3 separate regions of the Mus musculus genome follow, and all the other regions are linked to region 1. The links are chromatin contacts, called in public HiChIP or PLAC-seq maps. All regions are on one chromosome and are shown on one strand. Each heading gives the region's core, a stretch centred on a gene start, on an enhancer-like site or on the middle of the called end of the contact. The rest is flanking DNA. Distances are from core to core; before and after follow the strand shown.

Region 1 (3,479 bases), core at 668-3,167:
CTACATGGGGTCATTCATGAAAGAGGTACAAAAAATGCTCAAAGAATTTTGAGTGGACTAGAATTAGCTTCGGCTAGGATACTAGTGAGATGTTTAAAAGATATTTAAAGTCGAGAAACATTTAGAAAACATTCGCTAGGTGCATAGTTCTCAGAGGGTCTGCTCTGCTCTGCAGTAGTAGCAACTGCACTACCTGATGTATGATGTAGTCAAGACCTTTGGATTTTCCACAGTACAGATTTTTTTCTTTTTCTTTTTTTTTTTATTTATTACGTATTTTCCTCAATTACATTTCCAATGCTATCCCAAAAGTCCCCTATACCCTCCCCCCCAGATTTTTTTCTTTTTTAATGCATTTAAGTATCAGGATCGCCGGGTATGGTGGCCCACACCTTTAATCCCAGCACTTGGGAGGCATGGGAGGCAGAGGCAGGGCGAATTTCTGAGTTCGAGGCCAGCCTGGTCTACAGAGTGAGTTCCAGGACAGCCAGGGCTACACAGAAACTCTGTCTCGAAAAACCAACCAACCAACCAAAAACAAAAACAAACAAAAAAAAATTATCAGGACCGCAGGCTTTTGGCAAGTTACTATTAAAGGAGACTCATTTCATGGAAGCAAACCTTCTCAAAAGCATAGCTTTTGCCTTCCCTAAACATTTGTCCACACCTTCTGTTGGCTAATAGTCTTAGGTGATGAGGAATTGAATCTAGCTGTACTAAGCCATAGCTTCTAGCCAGAATGAAGTGCTTAGCCCCTATCTGACAGGTCTGCTTCACCTGCAGAAACAATATGCCTGAGTATGGAAAACAACCCCCACTCTGGTCCCAGTCAAACCATACACACACACACACACACACACAAAGAGGAGCTGTAACATATATATATCTCCTCCAGCCCGCTGTTCCAATAAAACAGTCTCAGTCTCAGCCTGTTGAAACAATCTGTTTGCCTTTCTGCCTCATTTTTCTTACACCTTCCTATAGCCTGGTTCCCTTCTTGTCTTCCAAACCCATCCCACCCACTCCTCACCGCATAACATTCCACTTCCATGTCTCTCTGATTATCCCTCTGAAAAATCAAAAGATTCCAAGACTGGAGCCTGGCCACTTTGTGTTCTTGAGTGTGATCTTAGACAAGTGCTAACTGCCGAGTTTTCTATAAAGCAAAAAAGGACCTGGCTTAGTGATGTACCCTTTTAAATCCCAGCACTTGGGAGGCAGAGTTAAGAGTTCAATGTCAGCCTGGTCTACATAGTGACAGACAGGGCTACATAGTGAGACCCTGTTTCAAAACAAAAACAAACATGTGCCCCAAAACACGAACAATAAAGAGATTTAGATAAGTCTTGGATGATATTCTCTACTGCACATAGTGACCTCAAGTTTCCTGTCTTGGCACTTCTGCATCCGTGCTCTCCCCAGGCCCAAGGCTGCTCCCTCCCATACACACCAAGTGTACGTGTCTCCCATACACACCAAGATTTTAGTTTGACCTCCCTTTTTACACCATCACGTAACAGACTATTATGTAACTCATGCCACAGACTAAAAAGGACAAAGGAAATCTACAAAGACTTGCGTTTGAATCGTTGCTCACTTCATTTCTAAGAGCCTTTGTCTCTGATTTGTTTTCTGGGGGAAACAACTAAATTTGCACGTCTAATCAGTTTATAGACAGTAGTACCAATGAATATCACATGCTTGGCACCTAAGAAGTGATCAATAAAGAGTGCCTGCACCACGTGCCGGCATGCGGAACCGCGGTTGGTTGTGGGTTCCCGGGGCTCGACTGAGAGCTTCCTGAGGTCCACGGAAATGCTCCGCTACAAACACGGGAAAGAGGCTAAACTAGCCGGGCCCAGAAGGACAAGGCTCCAATTCCCCGGGGGAAGATCGACCGAGAGGACACTCCGCCTCCCGGAAGTGATGACACAGGGGCGAGCGGCGGCGCGGTCGGCCTTCCCGAGCGGGACGCGCGCGGGATGGCGGAAGCGGAAGGGAGTTCTCCGCTTCTGTTACAGCCGCCGCCGCCCCCTCCTCGGATGGCGGAAGTAGAAACGCCGACGGGGGCCGAGACGGACATGAAGCAGTACCACGGGTCCGGTGGCGTTGTCATGGACGTGGAGCGGAGCCGCTTCCCCTACTGCGTGGTGTGGACACCCATCCCGGTGCTCACGTGAGTGTCTTCCGATGTCAGCGCGAAGTCGCCGAGGGCCCGAGCATCCTCCGGGGTGCCATGCTAGCTTTTTTTTCCCCAGACTTGCAGCAACCCGTACTCCGGGCCAGGCTAGCCCCCAGTCCCCTAGAGCTCTCGTCACCTATGAGGTGCGCGGTCCCCTTGGATGTGGGGCATAGTTCCGGCCCTGGTTCCCCCAGGTCTAACTGGAGAGGAGGAGAAGTGTAGATCAGCAGCAAAGATCTGGTCATTAGCACGCCCTTAAGCTGCAGGCGTACAGAAAAGACCCTTAATCATTGTCTGAAGAGGCATCGTCATTCATTCCCCGTTGGTTTTTGTTTTTGTTTTTTCACTCATTGAGCAAACGAGCGCGTACTTGTCGTCTGTTATGCACAAGACGTTTCGCCTTTAGAAACAGAACTGAGTGTTTGATCGAAGCCACACTGGTTCGTGGAATGTCAGCATTGGGAGGTCCGTGCTGGCGTTTTTCCCCCTACATCATTTGAGTTACAAAGCAGTCTCAGCGACCTAGGTATCTGCCTCCCAGTGGAAGAATGCAGCTTACAACCCTCCTACCTTAATCCTAACAGTCTGGACAGTTTACAAGCTTTATTTTCTGTAGTAGAAATCCCCTTCCCCCATGGGGAAGCTGAGTTCCTTTGTAACATCGTCTTGGTCCGTTGACTATCCCAGCAAGAAGATATTCAGAAGCCAGTTAGTTCACTGACTATATATAACTCATCTTTCAGCTGTGGCATCCTACCTCTCACCTGAGGAGGTACTCTTTTCTTTCCTTCTATCAAAATCAGCTACCAGGCACGGGGATCCATACTTTTAACCATAGCACTTGGAGGCAGAGGCAAGCAGATGTCTGTGAGTTGGAGGGCAGCCTGAATTATATGGTAGGAGTTCCAGGCCAGCCAGGCATGTATAGTGAGCCCCAATCTCAAACAAACAAACAAACAGAGCCAAGTTGTGTGGAGAAGGAATATTTTTAGTCTCAAATGTTTCTGATCTTCAAATCATTTTAATCTTTCGATTTTGTATTTATTTATTTTATTGGTTTTGACTGAGACATGAGCTTGATATGTAGCCCTGGCTGGTCTGGTATTTATTTCGTAGCCCAACCTGACTTTGAACCCCTGTTCCCCCTGCCTTCTGTGTTCTGGGACTACAGGTGTATGCCATTTCATCTATCAAATGACCCTAATTTTTAAAGTATGTAAAGCTACTTGGGCCAGGGTGGATGGCTCAGTCAGTAAAAGTGCTTTCTGTGAATAACCTGAGTTTGGATCCTTGTTAA
Region 2 (3,479 bases), core at 589-3,088, 120 kb before region 1:
TGCAAGGAGCGGGCTTCGGCCTTCACCTGATCCTTGCTTGACGGCTAAGCAAAGGATCAGAGAGGCAACGAGACCTGACAGGGCTACATAACCGGGAAGGGCTTCCGTCACCACAGTCTAGGGCTCCTAGCTGCCAGTTTTGTGAGTGCCATGAAATCTAAGCCTGGCAGGATCAACAGAACAAGAATTCAAGTCTCCAGTATGCCTCCCCGACAGAAACAGTCAGAAATAAATCTGCTCCCAGTACCTGGGCAGGAACCACCCCTGTGCCCAGAAAAGCCAGTTTCTCTGTGCTTCTCCCCAGCAGTTCCATACAGCAGCTGTCTCTTGTTTGAATCCATACGTCAGAGTCTTTCTAGGTTGTGGGGGAAGGAGGACACATAAGGTCCCAGCTCCAGGAATAAAGTCTACATAACAGAACAGCTGCAGATCTACCTGAAATCATGCTGGTGATGCTGGCCTCTCTGGGCCAGGAAGGAGAAGGCTGAGCCAGGGAGCCCAGAGGCAGTTCCAGGCCTGGCTCTGCCCTCTAATAACCACGGGCCCTGTTGTCTTGAGGCTTCCCCACTTGTGGGGCACATTACAGATGGACCTGTTTCTGTGTCTCGTCAGGTGAAAATCCGTGGGCCAGACACTGAAGCACCTTTACACCGTGATGTGGCAGAGGCAGCTGATAAAACCTTGGAACAAATAGATGGGCCACGGCAAGTGGGAGAGGGCCAGCAGCCTGGAGGAACCCACAGTGAAGACAGGATTTGTCTCTGGGAGGCCGGGTGGGAGAGGCTGTTCTAGATGCAGAGAACTGTGCCCAAGGAGTGAGTGTGTGTGTGTGTGTGTGTGTGTGTACCTTCTTATGGTTTATAGGAGTTGTTTTTTTGTTTTTTGTTTTTGTTTTTTCATTTGTTTTAAAAACAGGGGTTAGCTAAGTGACCCAGGCTGGCCTCAAACTCACAGCAATCCTCCTGCCTCCTCTTTTGGCCTCCTACTTGATGGGATTAAAGGAACCTTTGTTTTTTCTTGTCTTTACTCATCTACCTCCACCAATCCCTCTTTCCAGCTGCCAGAAGTTTCCCAGTCCTGCTTCTGTATATACAGTGAAGAACTTTGCTCCATCTTGAACTTCTACCTACCTCCCAAAACCCAGTCACCTACTCTAGGAAGCCCTCCCTGCACACTCCAGATTGAATCTACTGTTACTTCAAACTGTACTAGGTGTTCTACATTACTGCCAGGCATCCCAGCACAGCCCTGAACCCTAAACAGATGATACTCAGGAAAACACGGTTGAGGGGATCATGGGAGCTTCCTAAAGGTCATACTTAGGAACAAAGAAGCAGAGAGCAATGACCTGAAGCCTTCTGCGGCTTCTAAGGCTTGCTGCCGGACTGGAAATGAAGCAGGAAGGGAAAAAGACACAGGCTGGCACTGCGGACCTTCTTCCCAAACTCTGTGTGTGTGTGTGTGTGTGTGTGTGTGTGTGTAGGCTTCTGCTGTCCTGGGGCCTCCAGTCACCAGAGCTCTCTGTAAAGTCACAGGCAATGAGTTCCCCTGCAGTGGGGCAGGTGTCAGGGAGAAGGAAGGACAGCGACCAGGACAGCAGTAAACACTGCCTGTAGAAGAAACAGAACTACTCAGCAACCACATGATGGCTCTCAACCATCAATACAACTCTACAGTATACTCATATATATAAAATAAATAAATCTTAGAAAAAGAAAAAAGAAAAAAAAAAGCAGCTTGGAGGGAGGAGATGGTTCTTCAGTGCAGGACTGCAGGAGGCTTCGGCAGCCAGCAGGCTCGGTACCTGGAACAGAGAGCAGGGGCTGTGGGGACAGCTCAGTAAGCTCCCGAGGCTCAGGGCTGGTCGGGGACCGCGTGATACACACCGATTTCCTTCCAGGGGCGGCTGTGGCGACTTTAAGCAGGCCCGTGATAATTTAAAACTGTGCGTGCTATCTTCCTGTCAGTCTCTGCTGACACAGCAGCCCAGCCCCAGCGCTGAGTTTACTTGGAGACTTTAAAACCTTTCAGCTTCTCTTGCTATGCTCTGTTTTATTTTCAAGTGTGAGAATAGAGTCCAGCACCTTCTAGTGCGCTATGCAAACTCTCCACTACAGAGTCCCAGTTTTTCATGCATTAGTTAAAACAGTAAATTTAAGTTTTAAAATTATGTAAAAGGGGCTGGAAAGATGGCTCAGCAGTTGAGAAGACTTGTTCCTCTTGCAGAGGACCTGGGTTTGGTTCCCAGAACCCATTTCAGGAAATTTCAGCTCCAAGGGATTCAATCCCCTCTTCTGACAGGTGTAGGCACCTTCATGTATACAGTGTAGACACACACGGCATACCCACTCATTTAGACATAAAATAAATATTTACTTAAAAAAAAAAACCCAGCCAGGTGAACAGGTATATACTTTCAACCCCAGCATTCAAGAGGAAGAGGCAGGTGGATCTCTGAGTTCAAAGCTATCCTAGTCTACAAAGTGAATTCCAGGCAACACTACATACTGAGACCTTGTGGAGTAACAAAACAAAACAACAACAGCAACAACAAAAACCACTTGCTGCTCTGCTCTGTCAGGGGATCCCAATTTGAGCTTCTAGCACTCACATTAGGCGGCTCACAACCCCCTTTAATCCCAGCTTTAGGGAAATCTCACGCCTTCCAGCCTCCTCAAGTATTATACATACGCATACACACACACACACACACACACACACACACACACACACACACACACACACACACACACACACACACACTCACACACTCACACACAGAAATAAAACCAAAAACAAAGTATCTTGAAATAAAGCTATGCATAAATGGTTAAGTACCCCTCTGGAGCAGACACTAAGCACGTTACTGCAAAGCACTTGGTTGTCTCAGGGAAGCTAACGCAATAGTGCGATTATTATCCTCAGTTAGAAAGAGACCTAGAACAGGCCACTGCCAATGTGGCTCAGGCTAAGTCAGTTGCTGGGAGGCCCAACTACCCAAGCTCTATCCCTGGTTCCTACCAAGTGAGAGGTAAGAGCCAATTCCCAAAAGTTGCCCTTTGACCCCTACACATGCACCACAGCACTCATGCCCCACCACCCCCCAATTTAATGTAATTTAAAAATTTTTTTAAAGATCATAAAATGACTGTGTGATGGTGTGTGTCTGTAAGCCATTTGGAAACATGAAATTGAGGCCAGTCTGGGCTCCATAGTAAGTTCCAACTAAGCCTGGGATACAAAGCAAGTTCCTGTAAGAAACAAACAAATGAGGGGCTGGAGAGATGGCTCAGTGGTTAAGAGCACTGACTGCTCTTCCAGAGGTCCTGAGCTCAATTCCCAGCAACCACATGGTGGCTCACAACCATCTGTAATGCGATCTGATGCCCTTTTCGAGTGACAGTGTACTCATATACATACAATAAATAAATAAATATAAAACAAACAAGCAAACAAATGGTACAGGAGGAAAAGACCAG
Region 3 (3,479 bases), core at 408-2,907, 92 kb after region 1:
TGTGTGTATGCGTGTCTCTGTGCACATATGTGGGTGCCCATAAAGGCCAGAAGGGGGTGTAAGAGCACACGCAGCTAGAGTTACTGACGGTTGTGAGTTTCTGCTCTAAGTGCTGGGAGCTGAACTTGCAGTAGCAGCAGATGTTCTTACGGGTTGAACTGTCTCTCCAGGCCCTGACAGCAACATGTTTATAGTAACCACTGCTTGTTTCTGTTAGGCCAAGTCCAGATAACTGAGAGGAAGGAGATACTAATTCTGGCAGTATTAGTATCAAAAAAAAAAAATAATACAGTTTCCAGAAAGATGAAACATCTCAATATTATTTGTCAATCCTATCCCACCATACAAACACTGTCTCATATCGTTTTCAGTACTATGAGGTATGTCAACCCTTTCTATCACACACTATCCCCAAACTCAATCAGACTAAAGAGTGACAGCCCTGGGGCAAGCAAGACTCCATATCCTTTACTAGGACCAAGGGCAGATATTCTTCTTGATCTCTGTGAGACGCTACCAAGCTCCTATTTGGGGCTCGAGGGACAGACCAGTGTCCTTGAATTCAAGAGGTACACACACACACACACACACACACACACACACACACACACACACTCTGCTTTTCAGTGTACCCATGCCTGACCGCCAGCACCCACGTCTAGCTACCTGTAACTACTTTTTATGGATACAAGCAAGATAAATATTCCCTTTCTACTTCTGCTCAGTTGGTCTGTTCAAGATGACATTAGCAAATCGCCAGAGGGGAGGACTCTAGGTTGTCTTTAAACCTACCATCTTCCTTTCCCATGTCTACCTACACCAGGGCTGGTCCTTACAGAAGAAACCATCCAAAGGGTGTTCAAAATGAAGGGACCGGCACTCACGTGGAAGGACACCAATACTCCCCACACTGTGATCCCCCCCTCCCCAGCAGCCAGTATGAGGCTGGTCCCATTAACTTGCCCAAACATCTGGTAATTTAGAGTTTTCTGAGAAAGTGGAAAGCCGGTTAGAATGTGGCCCCTGGGAATCCGTGTGCAGGACTGCCTGCTAACAAGTCCTCTTGCTTCTGTAATAACTAAATTCCTTGGATGGAATCCAGATGGACTTACTTTTCCCAAGTTAAACTTTGCAGCATCAATGGTACAGCAAACTTTCAGTACATAGGAGACGCGGCATGTCCGTCAGAGACCAGACAAGAATGAGCTAACGGTCTCTGCTGGGGTGGGCAGGGAGTTCAACAGTATTCTCTCTCTGATACAGATATTATCTTTAGAGATTTTAGACAATGCAGTTTTTAATCACACACACAGAGAGAGAGAGAGAGAGAGAGAGAGAGAGAGAGAGAGAGAGAGCGAGCGCACGGTTACCTGTAAGGACTGAGATTGTTAAGAGGGGGAGGAGCGTCACAGCTGTTATAGGTCTCTAAGACGGGCACCGGGAGAGAGTTCCTGTCAAAGAGCTTCTGGTCTTGGGTGGTAGAACTTCTGAAGGCCTTCCGAGTGTTGATTCCTTGTAGTGACACTGAGAGAAGGAAGATGGAAGGCGTTAGAAAATGGACGGCAGGCTATTTGAGCAAACACTGAGTCACACCGTCGGAGACGCCTCAGCTGCTGCCTTTCTTGGCAGCCAGGTTTTTTTTCCCTTCCCCCTCTGGGGAAGCCCCACGAGGCTGTCAGCAGCCCAGCCATTTCATGACTGAACAGATGAAGCAACACAAAGGTTTACTATGTGGCCAGATCTTGCAGGCCTCTCCATGGGTGAAATGAGTCTTCCAAGTACTTTTATGGTAGCAAAATACCACTGAGGGAAAGGAAACGTGAGAACAAGGGGACTGGGGGGATGGCAGTGTGCTGTGTGGTAAAGGGAAAAAGGTTTCTTTACACCACCTAGGCTTATGTCGCTTCCAAGTAGACGTATATCAGTCTCTCTGATCTCTCCTCTTGCTTTGTAACAAACCAGGGCAGGATTCTGAGGCACTCCTCGGCAGAGCCTGCAGCTCTGGCTAAGCCTCCTTACCTTCTTCTTCCTTGGGATCCAGCTGAGTGACTTTAACTTGTACTCGGTCAACCCGCTCAGCAAGGGAGTTTACTCGGGAGGCAAAGGCACTTGCCTGAGTACAAATCTCTCCGAAAATGTCCTCTGCATACTTACCTAGAAAGGGCAAACAGAGCAAGTCACTAGTGCACAGGAGTGAGAGGAACCAGCCCAAAGACTAAAGAGTATATCGTACCCCAAACACACACACACACATGCTTGTTCTTGGAGAAAGAGACAGTTTCCATAGCCTGGTCACTCTGTGCTTATATAGTCCATAACTAATAGAACCTCTTTGGCAAATTCTGAACAAACATGAAATTAAAAGCAGGTTCAACAAAATCGAAAGGTGCAATGTCAACAAGTTAGTCCCGGAAAAGCAGCCAGTGTATGCAAACATTTGTCCTTGGCTCTCACCCTCCTGTTCTGTAAAGCACCTTGTAAAACGGCTCTGAGAGCAGCCTGAAAGTTAGAGCAACAACTAGGCGTCCATGCTTAATACACTAAATTACGTCCTCAGTTGAATTTCAAAAGCCCACTGAAAACCAAGATGTGGGTATCTCTAAGGGGCCTGAATTTTCCCACCCCACACAGAGATGCCAAATTTCTTCTAAGGGTGAAAAGGTCACCTTACATTCTCTAACCCACAGCTTTCAAAGTCTTTGCTCCAGGTTACAATCCTTCAAATCCACACCCCAGGGAACAAGCGAAAAGCTGAGATATTCAAGCCCTCCCTGAAAAACAAGACACCACTGGTCTTTTTCCACAAGGTCTCACTTTTTAGAATAAGAAAAGAGTTCTGTACTTTCAACCCTGAATGCAAGGAGAATTTGTAGCCAAAGAAACCGCCATGTGGAATAAATACCTCCACACTGTTATTCTGAGCCGCAAGGGATGGGAGAGGTATGAGGAGTAAGTCTCCACACCTCGGATGCTCACGCACAAAGGGAAGGCAGCCGTAAACGACTGCCCAACCTGACGAGAGTTTGAGACCTAGTTAAAGTAAGGTCTCATTTTTTTTTCCTTTAGCTTCTAAGCTTAGTACATATTTAAGGGGGAATTAGGCTAACCTAGCCTGGAAGGGCAAAACCACACCCTCGGGGTAAACTGCAGTTAACTTGTGCACTGGGAGCTCCTGGTGCATTTAATAAATCAAGGAGGAGCTCCCAATTCTGCATACTGCACGCTTCCATGCAGCAACAGTCAAGAGGCATTCCTGAGCTCAAAGGACTCAGAGGCCAACATGCTGCGTCCCTGCTCTGCTGCAGGCAGAAGGTCCTGTTTGATATGTTGATAATACAGCAGTGCTCCTGCTCCACCAGGTAAAGAAAAATTGTGTTTGGAAACAAAAGCAAAGAAATAACGCAGGATTATGCATGGGAAATGAACCAACCTTAAAAACACCCAATGGTGGTGGCTCCCACCTGTAATCTTAGCACTTG

The links. HiChIP or PLAC-seq counts read pairs in DNA pulled down with a chosen protein or histone mark.
Region 2: an H3K4me3 HiChIP or PLAC-seq map of bone marrow-derived macrophages shows a contact between it and region 1, with 2.7 times the contacts expected there. The contact joins the enhancer-like site here to the promoter of Tmem222 in region 1. A contact is called at or near these places in 2 of 39 promoter capture datasets (embryonic stem cells and macrophages), 1 of 15 datasets of contacts at CTCF or cohesin (the NIH/3T3 cell line), 7 of 115 datasets of contacts at active chromatin or transcription factors (the 230-238 cell line, bone marrow-derived macrophages, effector CD8 T cells and 2 more) and 1 of 9 other capture datasets (adipose tissue).
Region 3: a contact with region 1 is called in an H3K27ac HiChIP or PLAC-seq map of embryonic stem cells, with 9 read pairs. The contact joins the enhancer-like site here to the promoter of Tmem222 in region 1. A contact is called at or near these places in 1 of 39 promoter capture datasets (macrophages), 1 of 15 datasets of contacts at CTCF or cohesin (CD8 T cells), 6 of 115 datasets of contacts at active chromatin or transcription factors (CD8 T cells, bone marrow-derived macrophages, double positive thymocytes and 2 more) and 4 of 9 other capture datasets (adipose tissue, embryonic stem cells, liver and 1 more).

The regions. Positions count from the first base shown.
Region 1 is chr4:133,276,228-133,279,706 of GRCm38.p6, reverse strand. Tmem222 (transmembrane protein 222) reads left to right here and starts at 1,917. Exons shown (of 6, transcript NM_025667.3): 1 at 1,917-2,176. The coding sequence starts at 1,983.
Region 2 is chr4:133,400,645-133,404,123 of GRCm38.p6, reverse strand. All of the region lies in intron 1 of Slc9a1 (solute carrier family 9 (sodium/hydrogen exchanger), member 1), which reads right to left. Among named protein-coding and RNA genes, the nearest start is that of 1700091J24Rik, 33 kb to the left of the region's middle. Within about 2 kb of position 1,838, at least 16 of the 459 cell types and tissues checked have an H3K27ac peak or open chromatin away from gene starts, as enhancers often do. A contact at or near this core is called in bone marrow-derived macrophages, where this site is marked.
Region 3 is chr4:133,183,644-133,187,122 of GRCm38.p6, reverse strand. It overlaps Wasf2 (WAS protein family, member 2), which reads right to left. Exons shown (of 9, transcript NM_153423.6): 3 at 2,020-2,154; 4 at 1,371-1,524. Among named protein-coding and RNA genes, the nearest start is that of Mir7017, 10 kb to the left of the region's middle. Within about 2 kb of position 1,657, at least 193 of the 459 cell types and tissues checked have an H3K27ac peak or open chromatin away from gene starts, as enhancers often do. A contact at or near this core is called in CD8 T cells, adipose tissue, bone marrow-derived macrophages and 5 more, where this site is marked.